Linked DNA regions of Gossypium hirsutum: region 2 is linked to region 1. Evidence: chromatin contacts called from public Hi-C data. All regions are on one chromosome and are shown on one strand. The core of a region is the stretch at or near the end of the contact, and the rest is flanking DNA. Distances in the headings are between cores, read along the strand shown. Region 1 holds the start of LOC107926277 (epoxide hydrolase A). Region 2 has its middle 23 kb from the start of LOC107893484.

Evidence for each region. A called contact is a pair of places that touch in the nucleus more often than the background predicts.
Region 2: a Hi-C map of leaf shows a contact between it and region 1, with 2.5 times the contacts expected there. The contact joins the enhancer-like site here to the promoter of LOC107926277 in region 1. A contact is called at or near these places in 4 of 34 Hi-C or Micro-C datasets (leaf and seedling).

Annotation. Positions count from the first base shown.
Region 1 is chrA08:17,204,734-17,210,980 of Gossypium_hirsutum_v2.1, forward strand. It overlaps LOC107926277 (epoxide hydrolase A), which reads right to left and starts at 3,999. Exons shown (of 3, transcript XM_016857130.2): 1 at 3,259-3,999; 2 at 2,024-2,262; 3 at 1,497-1,890. The coding sequence starts at 3,723. The coding sequence ends at 1,644. It overlaps LOC107926359 (60S ribosomal protein L18-2), which reads left to right. Exons shown (of 5, transcript XM_016857237.2): 3 at 101-226; 4 at 330-512; 5 at 1,086-1,473. The coding sequence ends at 1,244.
Region 2 is chrA08:17,778,713-17,784,959 of Gossypium_hirsutum_v2.1, forward strand. No RefSeq gene overlaps it. Among protein-coding and RNA genes, the nearest start is that of LOC107893484, 23 kb to the right of the region's middle. Within about 2 kb of position 2,794, at least 3 of the 9 cell types and tissues checked have an H3K27ac peak or open chromatin away from gene starts, as enhancers often do. A contact at or near this core is called in leaf, where this site is marked.

The DNA of each region.
Region 1 (6,247 bases), core at 2,749-5,248:
TTCCTGCTCTGTTCCAGTCGTTTCATTGTGCTTTTGTTTTTTTTTTTGGTTTAATGAAGGAAATTTGAATGTTTTTAAATGTGTTTGCATCCATTACCAGCTTTACCGATTTCTGGTAAGGACTGGCAGCAAATTCAATGCTGTGATTTTGAAGCGTCTTTTTATGTGCAAAGTGAACAAGCCTCCTCTGCCTCTATCCAGATTGATTGAATTCATGAAGGGCAAGGTGACTCACTTTTCTTTTGAATTTGTTTCTAAGGTTTTTCCAATTTCTAATTTAAATTATTGTGTGATGAGTGATTGATCTTATTATTGGTTTGATCAAGTAGGAGGATAAGATTGCAGTGGTAGTTGGAACTGTCACCGATGACATTCGTATATATGAAGTTCCCGCTCTGAAGGTTACTGCACTAAGGTTCACTAAGACAGCGAGGGCGAGAATTGACAAGGCTGGTGGGGAATGTTTAACATTTGACCAACTTGCTCTTCGAGCACCTCTTGGACAGAACACGGTATGCTTTATCATACAAATCTTTTACTTCAGTTGCCTGGATTCTGCAATTGTTTACTAGTCATCTCGAAACTGAAATTATCTGGTTGTTGTTTGGAATTGCTGACTTGTTTTTGCTAGCTTTGGAATGTCATATATTAATCATTTTTTGGTAGGAAGGATTGATGATAAAACTTGGTTTGAATTGTATGAATGGGCGAAGTTCTAATAGCTCAAATCATACTAAGTTTTGAGTTTTGGGCTTCTGTGTTGTATAGATAAAAGTGTTCCTCCTCCTGTCTTCCTGCAGTGGTCAATTGAGTATTTCACTGTATGATTATGGCAGTTCTAAAGTGCAGGTGTAGGTTCGCCTTAACAAAGTAAATTATATCTTATTTTGTGCAATCCACCTTTGTGAAATACTTTCATTTCAAAAGATTATACTCTTTGAATTATGTCTTTCATATCATTTCCCTGTTTCTCTATTGGTTTAACAGATTTCATTTGAAGCTTTGACAAAAAGAATTGCTATCAATTACTGATCTACATACTGCAATGGTGAAATTGACTTAAATTCTACATTGAAAATATGCAGGTTCTCCTTCGAGGTCCAAAGAATGCTCGTGAGGCTGTGAAGCACTTCGGACCTGCTCCTGGTGTGCCACACAGCCACACCAAGCCCTATGTGCGGTCAAAAGCAAGGAAATTTGAGAGGGCTAGAGGAAGAAGGAACAGCAAAGGCTTCAGGGTTTGAGATTCCAACTGCACTGGAAAAAAAAAAAACTTATCAACCCATCATGATAATGGGAATGCTCAGTTTTGTTTTTTTTGCTTTCCACCTTTCCTGTTCTTTTTCTTTTCCATGATTGTAATTTGGAATCTTTTATAATTTGTTTAACGGAAAGGATTTTAGAGTGACTGAAGAACGTTGTTGGATGTCTGTATTTCTTATATATAAATCAGAACAGCATTGAGTTCCATAAGCTGATAACCAGACGCAAAGCACTGCAAAAATATGAATTTCAGTAGTTCAAATAAAACAGGGAAAACATTAAATAGAGCAAGCAAATGGCCTTGCTATGGTATAAAACTGGCCTTATTGTTGGGTGACAAGCTTCAAGGGAAGAGTTGAAAACAAGAGAAGGGCAAGAACCTAGAATTTCTTAACGAAGTCATAAATGTGCATGCTAATCTCCTGAGGCTTTTCTTGGTTGATAAAATGGGCTACTCCTTCCATGACAACTAGTTCCTGCAAGAAAGGCACATTTTTCTTGAATCCGCCATTTTGTAAGTATTCCTTAACACCAGGGATGTGGTAGGTAATGTCCAGGTCGCCTACGATGAACTTAACCGGTACTTGGATTTGTAATCCAGTCCATGGTGCCATCAGTTCCCAGTTTCTGCAAACAAGAACATATCAGATCATCTTGGCTACCTTCAATGATAGATTATTGAAAAAACAAAGAAGTGGAACTTAATTAGGCAGAAAAATCAAATGGAAATGAGAGTTGAACAATCACAGCCTACACGTACAGATTCATAGCTCGATAATAGTTGAGTCCTCCAGTGAAGCCCTTCTGATTAAATTTGGTGGCAAAGTAATTGATTTCGTCTTCGGAGAGCCAAGAGGGTAAGGCTGGAGGATCAGGTAACGCTTTCAACCCTGTTTCTTTAGGTATACAAGGAGGATTTGGATCTCGAGTTGTAAGAAATTTCTTCAGAACTTTGGCAGTATCCATCTGCGCGAAATGTGCTTCAGCCTCCCCTGGTACCTACAGCATATTTATGAAAATCATATTGAATTGAAGGGTAGGAAAGGGGAAGAAGATGACAGCAATTCCATTTGCTGTAACAAGAAAAAATTGTATACTAAAGGTGGTCTCAATCATGCAAACTTCCTATTCACTATCATCTTATTTTTGGATCAAGCAGAGTTGGGTATAGTCTATAGCTACATTCATTAATCACACCAACCATTTGTGGGAAGTTCATCATAGAAGTTCAGAAAAGGGATAGGGGAATGCAGAAGTTTGTCTATTTATACATTAGTAGATGAGATAATAAGACACTAGAATTTGTTACCAATGATCCCAAAAGCTTAGGCTAAGATAAAGACCCAACTATCATATTTAAGTTGCAGCAAGTCCCCCTCGAATGAAGCATTGATGGAGTGACAAAGAATCTGTGTTCAAGTCTCGGTGACACCAGTCATGGGTTCAATCCTTAGACAACCTCTACGTCTACTTGTTATTAAAAAAGTTTCAACAAGTCCCCTAACATGTAAGTCGGAGGAATGATGAACGAGATTCACCAGATATTGTTAAGATTTGAACTCGAGAGTTCTGATATCATGATAAATTCGATTAGCAATTATTCCAAAAAAAAGAAAAAAAAGAAAAACAAAATGAACTTAAAATGCCGAGACCAAATTAATTGGAACGGCAGAGGGTGGGGCAGGAAACTTAAATGCTAAAAACCCATTACACAAGAATAGAGATAAGGGGCCCCAATTATTCCCAAATCACAAAATCTATGCTTCTTAACTATCCCAAAATGTACATACTCCAAGTGAGTCAAACAAGTCTCTCATGCAGAACAATCAAACAAGGCTTAAAAAAAGGGTGAAATAGATTGGATAGCTGTAATTTGTGAAGATGGTTTATTAAAATTGTGTTGAACATAGCTGCTGTTTTGCACTTCCCCATCATTGTAAAAATTGACAATTCAGAAGATAGAAGAGAAAATATAAACTAGGTTAAGTGATTCACCTGAAACCTGCAAATATAAAAATCGTCACCAAACAAAGCTCTATACCCATCCACAGTCTTCACCTTGGGGTTCCTAGGATGATAAGGAACGCTCAAGTTGACCAAAGCCTTGATTCTATCAGGCCTGAACAAGCAAAAATTCCAAGCAATCATCGCACCCCAATCATGCCCCACCAAGAACACCTTGTCAACACCAAGGGCGTCGAGGAGGCCTACGAGATCCCCCACAACGTGAAAAACAGTGTATGATTCGGGCGATGGAGGGGCGTCGCTGTCACCGTAGCCACGGAGATCGGGAGCGACGCAACGGTAGCCAAGGGATGAGAGCGAAAGAAGCTGGCGGCGCCAGGTGTACCAAAGCTCAGGGAAGCCGTGTAAGAAAAGGATTATTGGGCCGGAGCCAATGGATGCCACATGCATCTTTATGCCGTTGGTGGTCACCGTGGTGTGCTCAATCTTCTCCATCTTTATAGCTTTGGCCTCAAAGGGTGGAGTGGTGTGTGTGTTTAAACTTCAAATAGAGTTTTTGGTTTTGGGATTTTGGCTGTTACTTATGATTTACGCTTTGGATATAAAATAAATAAAAAAAGAGAGTGAAAGACGAAGATGGGAAATCCAAATTTTGATACACTGTAATGTTCACACCTCACAATGGACTGCCACCACTTTCACTAAAAACAGAATTACAAAATGAGGATAAGATTGAAAACTGTTATTATTATTTCAAAACAAAAACTTTTTTACAAATTAAATGTAATATTAGATATTCATATCACCTGATGGGTTAATTTGGGAAAAAACTTTATTACAAATTAAATCTAATATTAAATATTGATATCACCTTATTTGTCATGTTGAAGTGTTAATTTGGTATTTAACTAAAGAATGTTAATTTGGGAACGTATTTTTTTATTCCATAAATAATTTTAAAAATTTGTTATATGTTTTCTTAAATGTTTATTTTTTTAAAACCACTATAAGATACTTGTCAATTCTCTAATTCTACTTGTAGAGTTTAAAAACTCCACTAACAATATAATAAATATTTTCCTTTAAGTTTAGTATGTTTGAGCTATATTATGATATTATTTTATTGAAAAAATATATTTATTTTAAGCAAGCTTATCACATATAAATATTAGCCAATTCAATACCCTTAACTTTGTCACTGTTATCATTGTAACATATAAGAGAGTGTGGGTTAAACATATATCAACTAAGGAAGATACAATAAATAATTTCTTACTTGATATTAAGAATTCTAAGAGATGGAATTATTTAGATGAATAGGGTCGTGGAATCGAGGTGGTCAACCCATTATAAGTTGAAGGAGAAGATTGCCACATAAAGATTTCATACATGATCTTAGTCGCATGCTTCAACGAAATAAACTTGATTTAAATGCTTCTCACAACATGCTCCACTGAACCAGTCTTTTTACATCACTGAAATCTTTTCTTATCTTTGATCTGGACATGCTTCAACAGGGGTGAAGCCAGAAAATTTTTTTAGGGGGGGCCAGATGAAATTTTAACTTTTTATAGTTTATATTTTTATAATTTGTAAAGGATTAAATTGAATTTTTATAATTTTAGGGAGGCCAAAGTGCAATTTTACCTTTATTAATTTAAAATTTTTAAAAAATTTCAAGGGCCTAAAATAGAATTTTCTATTTTAGGGGGGACTAGGGCCCATGCCAGCCCCCCTAGCTACGCCCCTGTGCTTCACTGAGACCAGTCCTTCTGCTCTACCAAAATCTTTTCTAATTTTTAAGTTATTCAACCACGATCCATCGTACCATTTTTTCGCTCCAATGCCACCAACAATTTAAACTATAGGTGGATCTAGAAAAAAATCTCTACTCCAGTGTGATGATATTTTAATTTTAATTTTTTTAATTAAAACTTTTAATTAGATTTATACTTTTTAAAGTTAAGCTTGTAAGCTTTAAGAAAAACCCAAATATTTTCACTTTTTTTAACCAATGTATCTTTTAGGACTAATTTACAGTTCATAAAGATTAATCTATTCTGGGTTTATAGTTATCTCTCTCAAGAATGTCACCTTTAAGATTTGAATTGGAGTCTTTCCCTAAAAAATACAACCCAAAATTTTCTTTTAAGTAGGCATATAACCCTTTTTTTTGTAATTATCAACTTTGAATATTGAATTAAAGAGAGAATTTTCTTATATTCATCTTAGGATAATATTGAATTAACCAAGGTTGAAATATCATTGGTTAAAATTGGGTCATAATTTTTTAATATTTTGTTTCAATTGATATTATTGATTCTTCTCTAAATAAAATAGTCAATAATTTCTCTTTGTAACTTGTTATTAGGAGAAATTATTTTATAGACCCTTTCCACCATATTATCTATGGTTCTGTCTAATTAGAAAATGGTACATCATATTTTTTTCCACATTATATATACATTTGATTCCAAATCAAAGATGATGTGTCATCTTCTAATTGGGCTAGATCATAGATGATGTGGTGGAAAGGGTCCATAAAATAATTTCTCCGTTATTAGAGAAAGTGAGGGTTGATTTCCAATCATTGTTTCTAAGCTTCATAGTAAGTATATGGGGTTTGCACATTTGGCATTAGATTTTTGGTTCTTTCGAATCAAATAAATCTACCTTTTTCAAAAAAAGAAAAAAATTGTTTCAAAATTTTATTTGATTTCTTATTCCATTGGGGTTTACTCATTGTTAGCTTGGTAGGGTTTAAATTTACATCCTTTTGGAGTTTGTTAGCTTATTAATTTTTAAAATTTTCCATCATGTTGTAATTGTGTAGTAAAAAGGAAAAACTAATTTGTAACACCCCTTACCCGTATTCGACGCGGGATAAGGTTCGAGGTGTTACCGGACTTACACATAAACAAACATACAAAACCGAGCCATAAAATTTCGCTCAAATCAAATTCATTCATACATATGCAAATTGTCCCTTATATGGGTCTACGAGGCCTAAAACATACAT
Region 2 (6,247 bases), core at 1,544-4,043, 570 kb after region 1:
AGAGTAGCTTTATTACAAACCAGACTGGTAGATCATGGCCCAACGTTACAAGAGAACATGTTTTCAATTTAACAAGGAATATGAATATCAAAATGATTATGGCAGATACGCGATTCTGATTTCTGAAATATGGGTCTGATGTTGGCACAAGGTTGGGTCATAGGTAAACATACATGACTGAGGGAAGTCTGTATAAGTCGACAGTATGTACTCTCTAGGGTACTATATGCATTATATTGGTGAAGTGTTGCCACCAGAGAAGTGTACTGGCAACTGGGTATAATGTGTTTGTATGACAAAATCTCAAAATTGTCTTTATTTTTGGGTTACTATCAGTAACCTAATAACCATTGTACGTCTATTTTGGAACTTAGTATGTTCAATTGAACTTACTCTGTTACTTTTCTTTCTCAAGCTTTGAGTAGTAGAAGAAGATCAGTAGAGGGGGACTAGGCCAAAGCTGCATCTGGGAGTGAGTCACTTATCTATTTGGTATAATGTATGACTAGTTGGCGGATGGCGTAAATATTTGTGTTTGTACTTAAATTTTGCTTTTACCCCACAGCTATATGTTTTTGTCTTAAAGTGAAGCTGCCTCTTATTATTCACGTGTACGCCAAACTCCATTGATTCGTAATTTACAAATTTGCCTTTTCTATTAAGTGTATTAGCCATACATGGCAACGTATGTTTTAAAGATTTCCTTTATTAATTCCTATTATTTTCTTTAAGGATTCATTACTAAATGAACCGAGATTAATAATCTTTAATTCAAAGAAGAACCCTTACAACCGATTTCTCAAATATTTAAATTAAGCCAAAGGATTTGAGTCTATTAGTAACGCCCGGATCCGTTGGATGATTTGTTTGGCTGATTGATATATGTCATGTTTTCCTAATAGGCTAAGAGATGTTACAAGTTGTCTGTTTTAGCCCGTGTTGGAGTTGAAAGGGAATTGTACTTACTAATTTGGTGCTTAGTTTTGTTGAGGTTTGTATTTGGTTGAAGATTATAGAGGAAAATATGATTGTCAAAGAAGGCAAGGTTAGTCAATACATGCTTGATTATAGAAACCTTGAATCTAGAGTTAAAATCTTATTCATCATCATTCAGCTCAGATGCTATAAAAATAGCTCAAAAAATTCCATTGTCTTATTTAATGAAGTTGTCACTTTTTCCTATTTTTGTTTCCTTTTTGCAGATTTTTTCTATTTTCTTTTTTAGAATTATTCTAAGGTTTTAGTTTTATTAAGTAATTCTTTATATATAACTTTTCATTCAACAATCTTCCATAATATATCAATTCAAACATGATCCATAATTATGTTTATTTAATTAATATTAATATGAATACTAATATTAATATTAACATAAAATTTAATTTTATTATTATATTTTTTTGAAAATATTTATGTATTTTTTTTTGAATTTTTTAGAATTAGAATCAAATTGGAACTATTTGTAAATTTGAGGGTTAATTTTTTAATATTATGACCAAATTGATATAATATGTAAAATTTGAGGACTAAATTTGTTATTTTATTGATTTTTTTAACATTACATTAGCTTTTCGATTGTGATTTTAATAGGAGTGACCAAAATAACTAAACTATGTAACTTGGGTGCTTAAATTGCAAACTTTTTATTTTGAGTTCCTAAAATTTGTGAGTGGCCAAAATAACTGAACTATGTAACTTCGTTTGTGATTTTCGTTTGTGATTTTAACGAGAGTGACCAAAATTTGATATAGTTGGGTGACTATCTGTGTAATTTGCCCTATTTAAAATAATATTTGAGTAGTGTCTGAAAAACTACTTAGTAATTGGATTGGGTGTAAGTTTTTTTAATTATACAAAAATTACATAGTTGAATAACCATTGTAATTAATGGGTCTCACTTAATTGAGTATAATTGAAGCGTTCAAATTACATTCTCCAATTCTTAAAGGATGACTAACAAATTGAGTGAATCATATTAGCATGTTGCTTACTTCGTAACTTCATTCGTAAGTGGAATTAAGATAATTCATACTTTAAAGAGTATACAAAAGATGAAGATCCTAATAATAATTAATGATACATATTCAATTTTCAGTTTAGATGATAAAGAAATTGGTTAAAAACCAACAAATTAATTAGTATATGTTAAATGTTAGAGAATAAATAACCCAGCAAATATAAAATATTAAAGCAATTAATAAAATTACATATGATGATTATTTATCTTGTTATTTTTCTCTCAAATATTGTTTATATTTTTTTATAGAATTTAAATTATATAACTATAATTTGTATTACTAAACACGACATAGAGAATTATAGTCTTTCTAATTACAATTTCATCCATTATTTTGTGGTGTCAAAATACACACTTAATATTTATACTTAATATTTAATATTTCAATTATTAGATTTACTTTTTTTAAGATGTATACTTAGGACTTAAATTTTAAACTTAGTATTTAAGGTTTTAAGATCTAATGTTTAATATTTAAAGTTTAAAGTTTAAGGTTTAGGATTTAAAGTTTTTGTGTAGAAATATAAAATTTAAGGTTAAGGATTTATATTATAATAATATAAAATTTATTTTTAAAATTATATTAGTAATTAATTATAAAAATTATAATAAAATAATAAGTCCTAAATTATAAATATTAACTTAAACAACAAATCCTATTTTTCTTTATTAAAAAAGCAAAAAAAAGTACAAATGTTGGATGTGACAGTAAGTTCATGACGACTTGGGGACTATGAGGATAGTGTTATCTATTATTTAAACTTGAGATAGTTTAAACGAATTATTTAAAGCCTCCCGTCAAGTCAAGCAAGTTGATATTTTTCTCTTGCCCTTTAGATCCACATTAAACCAATCGAAACTTTTCTGATTGCTCACATGGCTTTGGAATAGGGTAGAGGGTAGGAGTGTCACATTCAAACCTTTTTTATCTATGGGCTTTGCTGCTGCTTTTTTCTTTTTTTCTTTTTTTCTTTTTTTTTTAATTAAAGTAAAGGCTATTAAATTATTAGTAAGTTTATGTTTTGATCATTTAATTTTAAAATGTTACAAAAATAATCACTGAATTATCAAAAAGTTTTAATTTAAGTCACTAAACTGTTAAAGTTGCTGTTGTATAATCATTTCTATTAGCATCGCCTACACCAATTGAAAGCTCTTTTTCCCCTTCTCTTTTACAGTTCACTTTGTTTCATTAAACAACTTTGAACTAAAAAAACTACAAATCAAAATTCAAACAACTTTTTCTTTGATTTTGAATACTAGTTGTTAAATCAACTTGGATCTAAGGTATTTTCTTCTACTAATCGATAGGTACTAATCCATTAAACAAATCGTTGAATTGTCACTTGAAACTCACTAATCGGACTTTAAAAAAAATAACTTAGTGACTTAAATAAATAACTTTTGAATAGTTCAATAACTATTTTGTAATTTTTTGAAGTTGAATGACCAAAATGTAAACTTATTAATAATTTAGTGACCAAAATGTTTTTTCTTTAAGATTAATATATCATTTTATATAAAGGACTAATATATCATTTGGTGCCTAAATTTAGTTTTAATATCTAATTTGGTATCTAAACTAAACAGAATGACGTGACCCAATGAATGTTTGACCTAGTACTCTAGTAAAAAGCATAGATACTTAATGTACGAAAAAAAAGTTCAGATACTAAATTAAAAATAGAAGTCAAATTTAGATATTTAATTAAGATAACAACAAAAAAAACCTTAAATGCTAAATTCAAGTATCAAATAAGAATAAAAACTCAAATATTAACTTTGGATCGAAATTTAAATAACAAAAAAAATTATTTAACCATGACAAACAAATTTATCCATCCAAACCCTTCCTAGCAAAAACCTATCCATTACATTCTTACGTACTGAAGAAGATATCCACAAATTAATGTTACTATTAATGACTATTGTTTTGTAGTTGAAGAGTAGCTTTTAGATTTTGGTGAAATGGATATATTGTGATAGGAACGGACAACAATTTAATGTTTAATTTCAATATATGGAAAGAAAGAAAATCGATTCAGGAAAATTTTCTCAGCCTTATTCCATGCTGTTTAAAACACGAAAGAAAAAATAGAGAATCGAAGAATTCATTGAATCTAAAAATAATTAATTAATCCTAGGATTAAGGTATAAAGAAGGAAATTAGAGTAAAATAAGAGAAGGAATGGATAAAATTTTAATTTTATTATCTTTAATATTAGTTTTGTAATCCACCTTTAGGATTAATAGTTATTCTTTTTAATAAATTTTCTCAAAAATTCGAACCACTTTCTCCGATTGAGGATGATGGAAAGAATTTTAACTTAAAAAAGGAAAAATTAAAAAAAGTTGAGTACCTACTATCCATCAAAATGCTTAGGTAACCTAAAGAAATAAAAAACATATTATTAAAATATAAAATATTTTTTCTTTACTCATTTTATATAATTATTTAAAAATTTATATTTGAAAAAATATTGTAATGAATTATTTTTATTCAAGATGATATGTATTTTTTTTTTTAAAGGGATTAATTCAAACAGGGTGTAAAGCAAATACCCAATGAATTAAAATATTGACCCTAAAAGATAACTAATATGGAAACAAATTAATTGGATAAGGATGAAAGCATCAGAATTTATATATTTTAACGAGTTGATTTAATTCAGTCAAATTATCCTATCCCTTTTCTTGTTTTGATCGTCAACTAGGTTAAGTTTATTTTTCCCCTTGGTTAAGTGCAGTTTATTAGTACTTATGGAAAACAGTTCACGAAGTAATATCTACAATAAAGTGTTACAATAGCATTTCAAACAAATTGAGAGTGACATTTAAGTACATTAGGACTTTTGCAAAATGTGACTCATCCTTCTAATACATTATCATGAATTTAATACCACCCCCCACTTTTTATATTATAATGTTTTTGAGTGTAACTTAGTATTTTTATTATTTAATTATAAAATAGTCATTCAATTAATTATATTTTTATTTTTTAATTCTATTATTTGTTATCAATTTTATAATAAAATGTTGACTCACAATTTAAAATTCACATAATAATAAGTTTAATATTCAACGTTTAATAATAATATAAAGCTTATTAACTACTTTATTTATTTCCAAATTTTTTTCTTTGAAATCTTTCCATTATGAGAACCAAAAAAATGAGAAGAGAAACTAATTTACATTGTGAATTTCTAATTTATTTATGCATTTAATCTTCTATCATTTCCTTCCGTTTGTTTCCCCCAGCGAGTCATAGGAAAGAAAATGACATTAGCTCTTGATTTAGCTTTATAAAGATTTTCACAATTCAGTTTAAATTACTAAGGAACTCTGACGGATTTTACCATTTATATGCTTTATGAATATTTTCGTTTCTAAATGATTTGTGTTTCGCTTACGAACTGGTATGACTTTTTAACTGTATTTTACAACCAAAATGGCAAAAGAGAAGGTTTATGAAGAGCTAGAAGAAGAAAGTTGAGAATGGGAAGCTAGGGAAGATTTAATGAGCTAAGCAAAACACTTAAAAATAATGGAAGTCACAGAATATGTAAATATTACAAATTAAATTTTTTATTATGCTAACTTTTTAACTCTCACCTTATTTCTATAACAAAAATAATGATAAATATATTAACTGAATAAAAACACATGATTACTTAATTATGTTATATTCCTCCTCCACCTAGATACATATTAACAAGGCAGAAGGTGTTACCCTCCCATTTGACTTTACATGAGACAATGTCCTAATTGATCACCGTGTTAGTTAGGGGAGCAGCATCCTTTCGTTATCAGGACCACCCGTTAGATGAGCATTTCTAGCAAGCCTTCCCACTCCTCTATAATGAGATAAGCATCTGTTTCTAAGGCACCCGCTTTTAAGTGTGAACGCTCTTCAAGTGTGAATATGTTTTTAGTACAATTAGTGGCCCATTTAGGTGTAACAACTTTGTACTAATTGAAACCACAATAGAATAGGTCCTAAAGTGCACTTTCACGCTTCGCATGATGGTAACTTTCCTAATAGTAATGTACCACATCACACTAGTGGACAAGAGGACTTCCTCCAATAAATACCCTTCTAATGATGAAGAAGGGATCAACTTTTTAAACTCTAAAATTACTATGAAAAAATCCCTCCTTCCGTCGCCCTTCCTCTCTCTCTCTCTCTCAACTTGTTTTTTTATCCCATTTTCGACTCTATGCCTCTTTAAG